Linked DNA regions of Anser cygnoides: regions 1 and 2 are each linked to region 3. The links are chromatin contacts, called in public Hi-C maps. All regions are on one chromosome and are shown on one strand. Each heading gives the region's core, a stretch centred on a gene start, on an enhancer-like site or on the middle of the called end of the contact. The rest is flanking DNA. Distances are from core to core; before and after follow the strand shown.

What was found. A called contact is a pair of places that touch in the nucleus more often than the background predicts.
Region 1: a contact with region 3 is called in a Hi-C map of liver, with 2.5 times the contacts expected there. The contact joins the enhancer-like site here to the promoter of FN1 in region 3. A contact is called at or near these places in 2 of 7 Hi-C or Micro-C datasets (both in liver).
Region 2: a contact with region 3 is called in a Hi-C map of liver, with 1.6 times the contacts expected there. The contact joins the enhancer-like site here to the promoter of FN1 in region 3. A contact is called at or near these places in 2 of 7 Hi-C or Micro-C datasets (both in liver).

What each region holds. Positions count from the first base shown.
Region 1 is chr6:10,614,013-10,617,311 of Taihu_goose_T2T_genome, forward strand. All of the region lies in intron 2 of LOC106034489, which reads left to right. Among named protein-coding and RNA genes, the nearest start is that of FN1, 36 kb to the left of the region's middle. Within about 2 kb of position 1,784, at least 2 of the 3 cell types and tissues checked have open chromatin away from gene starts, as enhancers often do. A contact at or near this core is called in liver, where this site is marked.
Region 2 is chr6:10,543,552-10,546,665 of Taihu_goose_T2T_genome, forward strand. FN1 (fibronectin 1) reads right to left here. Exons shown (of 46, transcript XM_048058515.2): 26 at 2,216-2,398; 27 at 1,132-1,221; 28 at 247-516; 29 at 1-25. Among named protein-coding and RNA genes, the nearest start is that of FN1, 35 kb to the right of the region's middle. Within about 2 kb of position 1,345, at least 2 of the 3 cell types and tissues checked have open chromatin away from gene starts, as enhancers often do. A contact at or near this core is called in liver, where this site is marked.
Region 3 is chr6:10,578,072-10,581,552 of Taihu_goose_T2T_genome, forward strand. It overlaps FN1 (fibronectin 1), which reads right to left and starts at 1,617. Exons shown (of 46, transcript XM_048058515.2): 1 at 1,404-1,617; 2 at 1,044-1,172. The coding sequence starts at 1,554.

The DNA of each region.
Region 1 (3,299 bases), core at 534-3,033, 36 kb after region 3:
AGGCTGATCCTGCCTACCAGTGTCCCCTTGCTCTTGACAGGTACCACTGGCTGTGCTGGGCTAGCCCAAACGCAGTGCTGGCATACTTTACATCACAGGACCTGGTGAGATTTGGTATCAAACTCCCCTGGCTGTAAGAGGACCGTGGTGAATGTAAGCATTTCCTAAGCTGGGAGGAATGTCAGTCATTCAGGGCCTGCCACTTCCAATAAGCATGTGCGGCTCAAATCCACATATGGTTTAATTGTGGGCTTGAATTAAAACAGAAATCCTGAATGAAAGCGACTAATTCCACTTTGAAATTTGACAAAAGACATTGATTTTGCTAAAAGGAAACACATTTCCACAGTCAGGGCTCTCCACCGAGCCTGATAGTGTGGCTCAGCCTGCAGGACTGCTTAGATAACGCTGGCATATGTGGTGGAAGGAAGATGTGCACCAATTTGTACCAAAAAGGTGCTTTTTATTTGGGAAAGGAATGGTTACTACACTGAGCCTCTTACAGAGCAACGGTGTGAGCATCTGAGTGTCCCCACTCACTCGTGTCCCAGCCTTGGTTTGTGGGGAGCGTGGGGAATACCTGTGGCCTGCCAGATGCAGTTGGAGCTTGCTGAATGGATCAAGAAACTGAGTCCACAAGATTATAGAGCTTAGCACTGAGCTCTCAGTCCCTGGGTCTGCCCAGAGTAAGTGTTGTCTGTGCGGGTGGTGCTCAGTGGGCACAGCCTGCCTGTTCCACAGTGGTTGAACACAACCACCTGCTATCTGCTGCTTTCCCAAAGCACTGCTGCAGATGCACCTGGAAATGGCAGCAGCCCAGCCTCGAGCAGCTGCATGCTGAGTACACACCTGGCTTGCAGCTCTGCATCAGTTCTTACTAAAGCAACAGCATGTCCTGGTGATGCTGCAGTGTTCGTGAAGTGGAGCCTGGTGAAGCTGGACCCTGCCCATTATACCTGGTGGCTGCAGAAATGGGGTGGAAGGGCTGTCCCTGCTGTCAAAGGCACTTAGCATATGACTAGTCCTGCTAGAGCCTTGCTGACCCTCAAAAGCGGTGCAGTAAACAGTGTCATCTGCTTTTCAGATCATAATCTGGTGCCTTTTTGTTCCTGGAGCTGCAGGGGAGCTCGGCCCTTACCTGTGGGCAATATTCAGGCTGAGATTAGCATACAGATGATGGAGGGAAGAAAACCTGAGGGAAGCTTAAGCAGTGCCTAGCTCTTGCTCTGACCCTTGATTTCCCCTGCCTGATAAGAGCTAGCTTCCTCCTCCCACAGAAAACTCAAACAGCAGCTAGTTATACAGTAATGGAGATTAAGGAAAAGGAATTTAAAGAGCTCAACCTTCTGGAAAGTCTATTGTTTAATCCTGGTTTTGCACTTGCTATCGTAGCTCACCTGAGTTTATTCCAAACCAGTGAAGGTGTGCTGCCAATACACGGGTCATTAACTTGCAAACCATGCTGAAAGGTGCGGAGTTGAGCGTATTATTCTTTATTTTTTCACCTTCAACAAGGATGTTTGGAGTATCTTTGACAGGCAGAAAGCAGGGCTGCTCACTGACTTGAAGCTGCTTGGCGAAAGCTGATGGGACTGGTCTGCAGGGAGGTATTTGGAAGACCTTTAGGCTGCGTGGGATGCCTCTAACAGGCCACAGCAGTTATTCAGATTCACAAGATGATAAGATTCTGAGATTTTTCCTCCAGCTGTATGCTAATACTTTCCCTCTAGTATTGTCCCCTCCAGCTTGCTTGATACCGACTCTGCAGCCACCAGGCTGTGAAATCTTGCAGTGCTCTGAGCTTTGCTGTGCAAAACCTGCAAGATGCAAGTGGTGGTCAGAGCAGTGGTTCCCCTGGAGGGTTGCTGAGTTATGGAAAATTATGAGCAACCATCCCTGGCAGAGGCTGGATTGCTTGCAGGAGGCAAGGCTTTGACTTGCCAGCCTCTTGATAAATACCCCACACGGTATGCTTTTTGTTTGGAGAAGAGATGTAAACTCCAGTCCTGGTCAAATTTTAACTTAGCCTGTTGCATTCTGCCTTTCTCTCTACCTTGAACTCTTATTTAAATGCTATGGCTTTATTTCTTTTTTTTTCCTGTGGAACAGAGCTGCTGAGCAACTTTAGAGTGATCTTTATTCAGTGCTGTATTAGAGCTCTTCTTAATGCAAGCTCACTTCTGCAAGCAAACTGGTGACTAATTTAAAATAAACGAATAATCTCACTGAGTTGGGAATATTCTTACGAACGAAAAACCCTCAGGGATTTTCTGGGATTTGAATTTGTTCCACATGTAAAGCTCTATGGGAAGGAAGAAAGTTTGTGTAAATGCACAATTAGAAATGTTTGTTTGTGTTTACACAAAATACATTCCTTAAGTTAAAAGGATACCTTTGTTTTGTAGCTTAATGTAAATGATTTGTTATGTGTATTTTCAAATATCCTATTTTCTAAGCTGACTTTTGATTTCTAACTATATGAACCCATAACTGAAAGCATTCTTTTGTGTTGCTAAGAGAAAAACATACAAACAGCAAAGCGAAGTAAGTACACTCAGTTTAACTATTCAGCAGAAAGCTACGTTACGTCTGAAACTAAATGGAAGCCTGTCTCTCTTCTCCATTTCTGGTGTGCTTAAGTATTTCATGAAGTAACAGGTAAGGTTTTTGGAGAGAGCATAATTAAGGCTGTGCACTTTAAGGTAATGATAAATGGGGTTTATAGAGCTGCACATGGTACATGTCTCAAAATGGTGTGACTGCAGAGCTGAGCAGTTTTAATCAACTCCGAATTCACGGCCATATCCTGTGCTGTATTATTTGATCTTAGATACTATTCCAGCTATGGTGGTGGTGTATTTATACACATCCACAATGGTCTTCTTACGAATGTCATTATAAATAAACAGAAGCAGGAGTTATTTTAAGTCTGAAATGCACAAGTCATCCACCCCAGTGCCTTTGGTTACACTGCAGACAGCAGTTTTGGAAGGAATAATCCTAAAGGCTCAGAGGGAATGTTGTATTGTCTGTAATGTGGCTTTTGTCTGAGATGCGTGCGCTTCACTCTTGGATTTTAATAGTCAATAGCAAGTGCTTTTCACGTGGAAATTCCTGGTGTTCTGAAATTCTTCTTAAAATAAAAATCTTCTTTAAAAACAGTCCCCAAAACTGAAGCTCTCAACGCAATTACATGAAACCTGAAGGTAGAAGTTTAGCAATGTGAGAGTAGATGATAGAGCAACGTATGTCCTGCAGGCACACGTGCAAGCAACACAAGATGTGCAGACAAAATGGAT
Region 2 (3,114 bases), core at 95-2,594, 35 kb before region 3:
TCCAGGTCCCTTGGAACATCAGACACTAGAAACAGAAGTGAGAGGGAGTCTGAACACAACATACATCAGTACAGATCACACCCATCACACTGTACTTCTCTGCTTCTCATCTGTCTTAGTTCTAGCACCGCGCACACATCTACAAGTGATGTATCATATCTGGTTTTAACAGCATCTACCTCACTAAAGGACACCCCAAATCCTCAAGGCAACTTTTAGTCAGCTTACTCGTCCCTCAAGGCTTGCCTGTTGTTTGCTGGCCGACCAAGGGCACGCTCTCCTCCCTGCCGTTGACAGCAATGATGCTGACCACATACTCGGTCCCTGGGAGCAGGTTGGTAAGAGTGATGGAGTTCCGCGAGGGGGGCACGCGGTCCTCCTTGGGCTTGCTGGGACCATGCTCTGGGTGATACCGGATTCTGTAGCCGGTGATGGTGGCACGAGGAGCAATCCAGTGGACGGTGAAAGAGTTGGCAGTTATATCCGAGAAGTCAAGGCCAGTGGGGGAATCGAGACCTGGGTATTTCAAAGAGACAAGAGACTGAGCTCAGCTGAACAACTAATCATCACCACTGTCTTGTTGCATGAAGCTCAGTACCATGACCCTGCCGTATCTTAAGCCAAATGCTATTCAGCTGTGGAACTAAGCACACACATGTTCAGGATCAAAGCAAGATAAACAAGTGCTGGAACACAACTGCAGGAAAGTGTATGGCAACTTTGGTCAACATCTGAAGTCTTCTCTAAATAACCAGTCTGACTTGTTTTAATATTTGTTCTTACACAGACAACACAACATAAAGCAGCACACAACCAGCAAGCTCTGTTACAGCTGTAAAACAAAAGTCACCGACGGATACAATAGGCTCTGCCTAGGCTCGTTCTCAGGCACACATGACTGGTACATTCACATGAGGGTCTATGATGCTCTATTTAGAACCAGAAGTTGTAGTTCACACCGAATGAGATATTAGACGTCCTAGTATTTCCCAAGTTGTGGATTTGCATTGCTCTTTGATATCTATCTGACGGTCTGTCAACAAGGTGACCACACAAGCAAGGGCAGCAAGATCAACTTAATGGATGGCACTAATTAATGCATTAAGCATGTCTTATGCGTTGTCTAAGTACCTGTTTTCTGGATTCCAGACAAAGGTGCACTCTCATGTTGCTCAGAAACACTGTAGACTCTCACAAGATATTCAGTACCAGGGAGCAGATCTGTGGAGTTTAAGTAAAGGGGTTTAGACAGATTTCTTTACTAATGACTAGAAGTCACTTAAAAAGCTATGCAATTTTAATTGTGTTTATGGGGATAATCGGGTTTTACCTGATGGAAGATCTGAGCCTTCGTGACAGTCAAACTCAAATCTTTTTTTGTGGCATTACTGTTGCCAGAAATGTTTTAGCCTGAAGGAGCACAGTATCCTGTATCACTGTGTTCTTAAGTTGTGGGGACTGGCTAGAAGCAATGAGTTTTCATCACAGCCCCTTCTAGCTATCTAGTTATGTACCAGGGTAAAGCTTTAGCTGATATAAACTGAAACAGAGCTAGGGATTTTCAACACAGCTATTCTAATTTACATGAGCTTCAGATCTGGACCCTTATTCTAAAAAGAGCTATTGTCTTTCACTCAACCAATCCAATTCCAGGATGGGGAAAAAAAACCTTGAAGTAAAACACAACTTTTGCACCAGCAAAAATTAACTCAGTTTTTGAAAAGTGCCCAAGATTTTTTGCCATGTCCCCTGAAGTTCCAAACAGTATTTATCTTCTGGTCCCAAATATACAGAACCAAAGGAACAATGACCTTTGGCACATTCTGATCGCCCCTGCCCGCCCCCCCCCCCCCCCCTCCCCCAAACCTCTGCACTATAGGTCCTTGTCTTCTTTGGCAAACTAAGAGAGTAATATGTATTTACTCTTAATACCTAACCAGGCTGCAAAGCAAAGCAATTACCCCATACTCTGATTCACCACCGTCCTTGGACTGATGGGAAAAGCTTTCCTGTGGTTTGCTTTTAACTTAGTTAAAGCAAGTGGCCAAAATCCACCTGTGTGCGTTTGCATGAGGCTACTTTGACATCAGCTTGTATCAGCTGGGAGTTTGGCCAGTTATACTTAGAGCAAACAGTTTTCTTTTCCCTCATCTTATGCCACATCTCCACCCATATATAAGGGGCCTCTTATATTTGTCTTATGTAATTCTCTTACTTGTTAAGATCACCATGTTGTCAGAGGGTGAAATTGTCAGCTCTGCAACATCTTCATCCTTCTTCACAGGTGAGTAGCGCACCAAGAAGCTGCTCAGCACGATGGAAGTTGGTGCAGTCCACGTCACTCTCATAGTATCAGGCCCCACATTAGTGAAGCGGAGGTCAGTGGGAGGAGGCACAGCTACATAGCAAAGAACAAATATACATTAATCTTCTCTGATACATAAAAGCTGATTGAGACACATGTTTAGGGAGTCACTAGAGAAAATATCTCATGCATAACAGACTACTGTGTCAGATCCATGCAAACAGACTTCTAGACTACATTTGGTTCTACTACAGTTAAGAGAAAAATACGCCTGTACTGCTGTCAGGCTCCTTTAGCCTCCTGGCATTTCCCAATACTTTAAATATACCCTGCGGGGCTAATTTGAAAACAAGGTAGCAAGTTTCAGTAATGTGCTTCTTGCAGCTGGATTTCATATTACACATGTGGAGCCAAGAGAGGTTTAAAGTTGCCATACAGCAGCTTACAGCTGGAAAAGTCATCTCATCTAGAATTCATACATGCACACACAGGAGAGGAGAGGGTATACCACTAATTTCCTATGACTACTTCTACTTGTGTTGAAGGATTTACAGCCTCCGGATTTTCAGACACAATAGGATTTCATGCAAGAACCAGTTTTCAGCTCGCCTTCTGCCCATGCACTACAGAGACCCTTGACGGTGTGACATGGCTGTCAATGGCATGTCCTCAGGGAGTGGTGTTTCATCTGTGTCCTTTAGGGCATTGTGGAAAGAGTGGGGCCACCACTGAAACAAACTGCTAGAGGCTCAAATAGCTCTCAAGGCTACAAATAAGCTGGAGGGTGCCTGCTGAACTGCTTCACCCTT
Region 3 (3,481 bases), core at 367-2,866:
CAACAGGGTCGCTTGTGAATTGTTCACACTTGCACGTGCATAAGTGATTCCAGAATTGTTGTGCCAGTGCTGCCACCAGACTTGAGATCTGCAACAGAACAACTTTCTTGACCTCACCACTGGGGAGATGAAGTTAACTGTGCCATACAGGAAACTTGCTATTGGACTGTGAAAGTGTAAAACTTGGAAATCCCTGGAGGGGAAAGAAATGTAGATTAAACCCCCTTTTTATGGAGGAGCAAGGGAACTGAGTACTCCTTCAAATACTTGAGCAGTATTTTACTCAAGCCTCGCCAAACAGATCTCTGGGATGCTCCTATCGGTCTTACGTTAATGTTATCAGCCAGGAACCAGCTTTTCCTCTTGTATCTCTAGAGCAACATAAAGGAATTATAGCAAACCAGTGGCTTCAGACCAATAAAGATAGAGAGTGTGCATCTGATTATCTGAGCTACATTGCATCTCAGAGAGACGCATCTTCCAGCAGACGTTGTATTTAAAGTTTTTTTCTGTTACCTAAACTTTTTCTGCAGGAGACTAAACAATCTCATTTTACACTCAATTACAGCAAGCTCACAGCACGGCTGGGGAGCTGTGGAAAGTTGTAAGTTGAAATATTTTTAAACAAGCTGACGACACTGCACAGCTATGAAAAGTTGGGGTGAAGCAATCAAACTGTACAGAGCCAGAGCTGCAAAGTGACTCCAGATTTGAACTTCCCCGTGCGAGTCGAGGAGTCAGCTCAGTTCGTTATAAAGAAGAGGCTGGCTCCAAAGTTAACGTTTAGATCCAATCCTCCAGAGAGAGGAGTGATGTTTGGCTCAGGGTTCTGGTGGCATGCCCATCTCTAATGAAAAGCATTTCTTAAAATCCCAAGCCAGATCTTCAATGTAAGTGAGCGTAGATCCGTTACTGACCCTAAGTACCAAACTTCAGCTGAAAACCCTGTCTGCCGGTTGTAACCCACCACAGCACCTAGCCTACTTGGCTTCAAGAGCCCTTTGGGGGACTTGGTGCCAAAAAAAACCCCACTACCAACTTACGTTCAGGCTTGCTTTCGCAGTTAAACCCTCTGCTCCCGCCATAGCAGGTACAGACCAGTGTGTTCCCCAGGTAGATGCGCTCCCACTGCTGGTTTATCTGATAGTACCTTCCATTGTCAAAACAGGTCTCTGGGGAGAGAAGAAAGAAGTTTCCCATCAGCGAGACCCCAAAACACGTCTCTGGGCAGGCGAGAGGAGAGAAGAAAGAAGTCTCGCATCGCCGAGACCTCCACCCCGGAGACCCCCACCCGCAGAGGGAAGGCGACCACCGGTGAGAAGCCCCCCCCCCGGGGACCACCCCCTGAGGACGAAACCTGCTGCTAGCCACCCAGCCCTGCCCGCTAGCCCTTTGGTACTCACGCTTGCCCTGCGCTGGGCTGGTTTGGGGCACGGTGGGGGTCTGCGCCTGCCTCCGGCTCTTCCCTCCCCGCCGCTGCCCCGCGCCCCCTCCCGCTGCCACCCCCAGGCAGAGGGCGAGCAGCGCCAGCCGCCACCCGTTTCGGCACGGCATCCTCCGGGCACGGCTCGGCACGGCTCGGCAACAGGGGCTGCTCGCAGGCAGCCCGACGGATGGGGCAGCGGCGCCGCCCGGGCGCTATATAGGGCGGGAGGCACGGGGAGGGGGGGAGCCGCCGCCGCCCCGGAGCCCATTGGACTCGGAGCAGCCGGGGGCCGGCCGGGGGTTGCTGCCACCGCCCTACAGAGCAGAGCACAGCCCGCCCGGCAGCCCTAAAGCAGCCCCAAAAGGGCTGGGGTTCGGCCGGCTGGGGGCTGCCTGCCCCGGGGAGGGGTGTGGGGACGAGAGGAGAGAGGGCTGGGAGGCGGTCGTACCGCTTTGTGGGGCTTTTGGTGGGGCTTTGCAAAATGGCTTAGCAAAATGGCTCTTTTTCTTCTTTTCTTTTCAGAGGGGAAAACTTTTCTTTCTTTAGAGCGACGCTGTAAGCTGATACGCCTCGGTTCAGGAGGAATAATGTTCTGCACGGGGGGAGAAGGTGAGGCGGAACGCGTGTGTGCAGGTTGGAAACAGGAAACCCCAAGTGGAGTTTTGCCTGCTGCTAGTGGCTCAAAGTTAGAAGTTTTCACACCCCCTTTGGAAAAAATGGTGCCACTTATGTTCAAAATAAGTTTAATAGCCTCTTAATCTGATATTTTTTCTTACTCTCCAAAATCAACTCTGAGAACAAAAGAAAAGTGAAAACTTATTAGGCTTTGTACCCCCTTTACATATATGGGATCTTCAGTGTGATGATCTAACTTAACGAGGCTGTATACAAATGTTATCACTCTCTTTTGGCATCTCTGCTGCTTGGGGGGTTCTCTTTTCCCTACGTTGAAGGAAAGCTGCAAGGCAGAGAGCACACACTGTAATGGTGGCCCTAAAGCAGGAAGCTGCTTGGGAGGAAAGCATCGTGCGCTCCCTGCTCTGGTACAGCAGCTGGACCGGTCCTCGAGTTCAGATCGTATAGGAAGGTTGCATTGCTAACCGTTTTCATGATGACTTCACGTGCATACTCCATCTTTGCAAAGGGATTGTTGATCTAATAGTCTGCTCTGGCTCCTGATTTATTAAAACGACTCTGACAAACATGAGCATGAAGTAGCCTACGGTGTTTCCAAGAATCTTAAGCCAAACACCTACAGGTCTCCTTGAGGGTTCTTTAGTGAGTTGGGCACCAAGCTCTAGTCGCACTTAGGGCAAACTGGTTGTATTACCTCACCGAAATGCAGGCAGTAATATCCAGCTTGGGATGGAGACTGTTCCTCTAGGCAGTGTACAGGTCCAGCACATGCGTTGTTCCAGGAAAGCAAATAGTTGTGCTGTCAGGTGTGTCTTTTCTAAGAAATTTCTCTTCCTTCCTATGAGGAACTTCCACAGACCCATTAACATGAGCTTCCCTGCTGAAAGGTTACTGGAAATTGAAACCTGACCTAGCAATTGAGGTGAGCTGTGGTGAGCTAATTCCCATCTTTCCTAATTTTTATTTTTAGATACACTGCACTGCATTTTTATTGAGTTACCAGAGACACATTATCCCTCAAAATAATCACACGACTGAAGTCGCCATAGAGCTTTTGAAGCAGGGCACATCACCGTAATGAGAACCTGCTTTCAAACAGCTTTCCTGCTTTTTTGAGACCTCAGTTATGAAGTGTTGCCCTGAAACGCCAGCTTAAAACAGCTCTGGAATTTTCTGATAAAACCAAGCTGAAAAGAGCATTGTGAGAAGGTGATGCTCTAAGGTTGTTTATAATTGGGTTGTACTTTACCTAATCTACTCCAAAGGAAGCATTACTAAGTGGAAATCAGTGGAAAAGAAGAGTTTTCCTTCTAGGAAACACATATGTGCAATGAGGAGGTAATTTTAGGTCCTTTTTCCAAGTACTGTATGCAGGTCTTGGTCAAATTTTCAACTTCTGTTGTGCACTATGAAGCATAG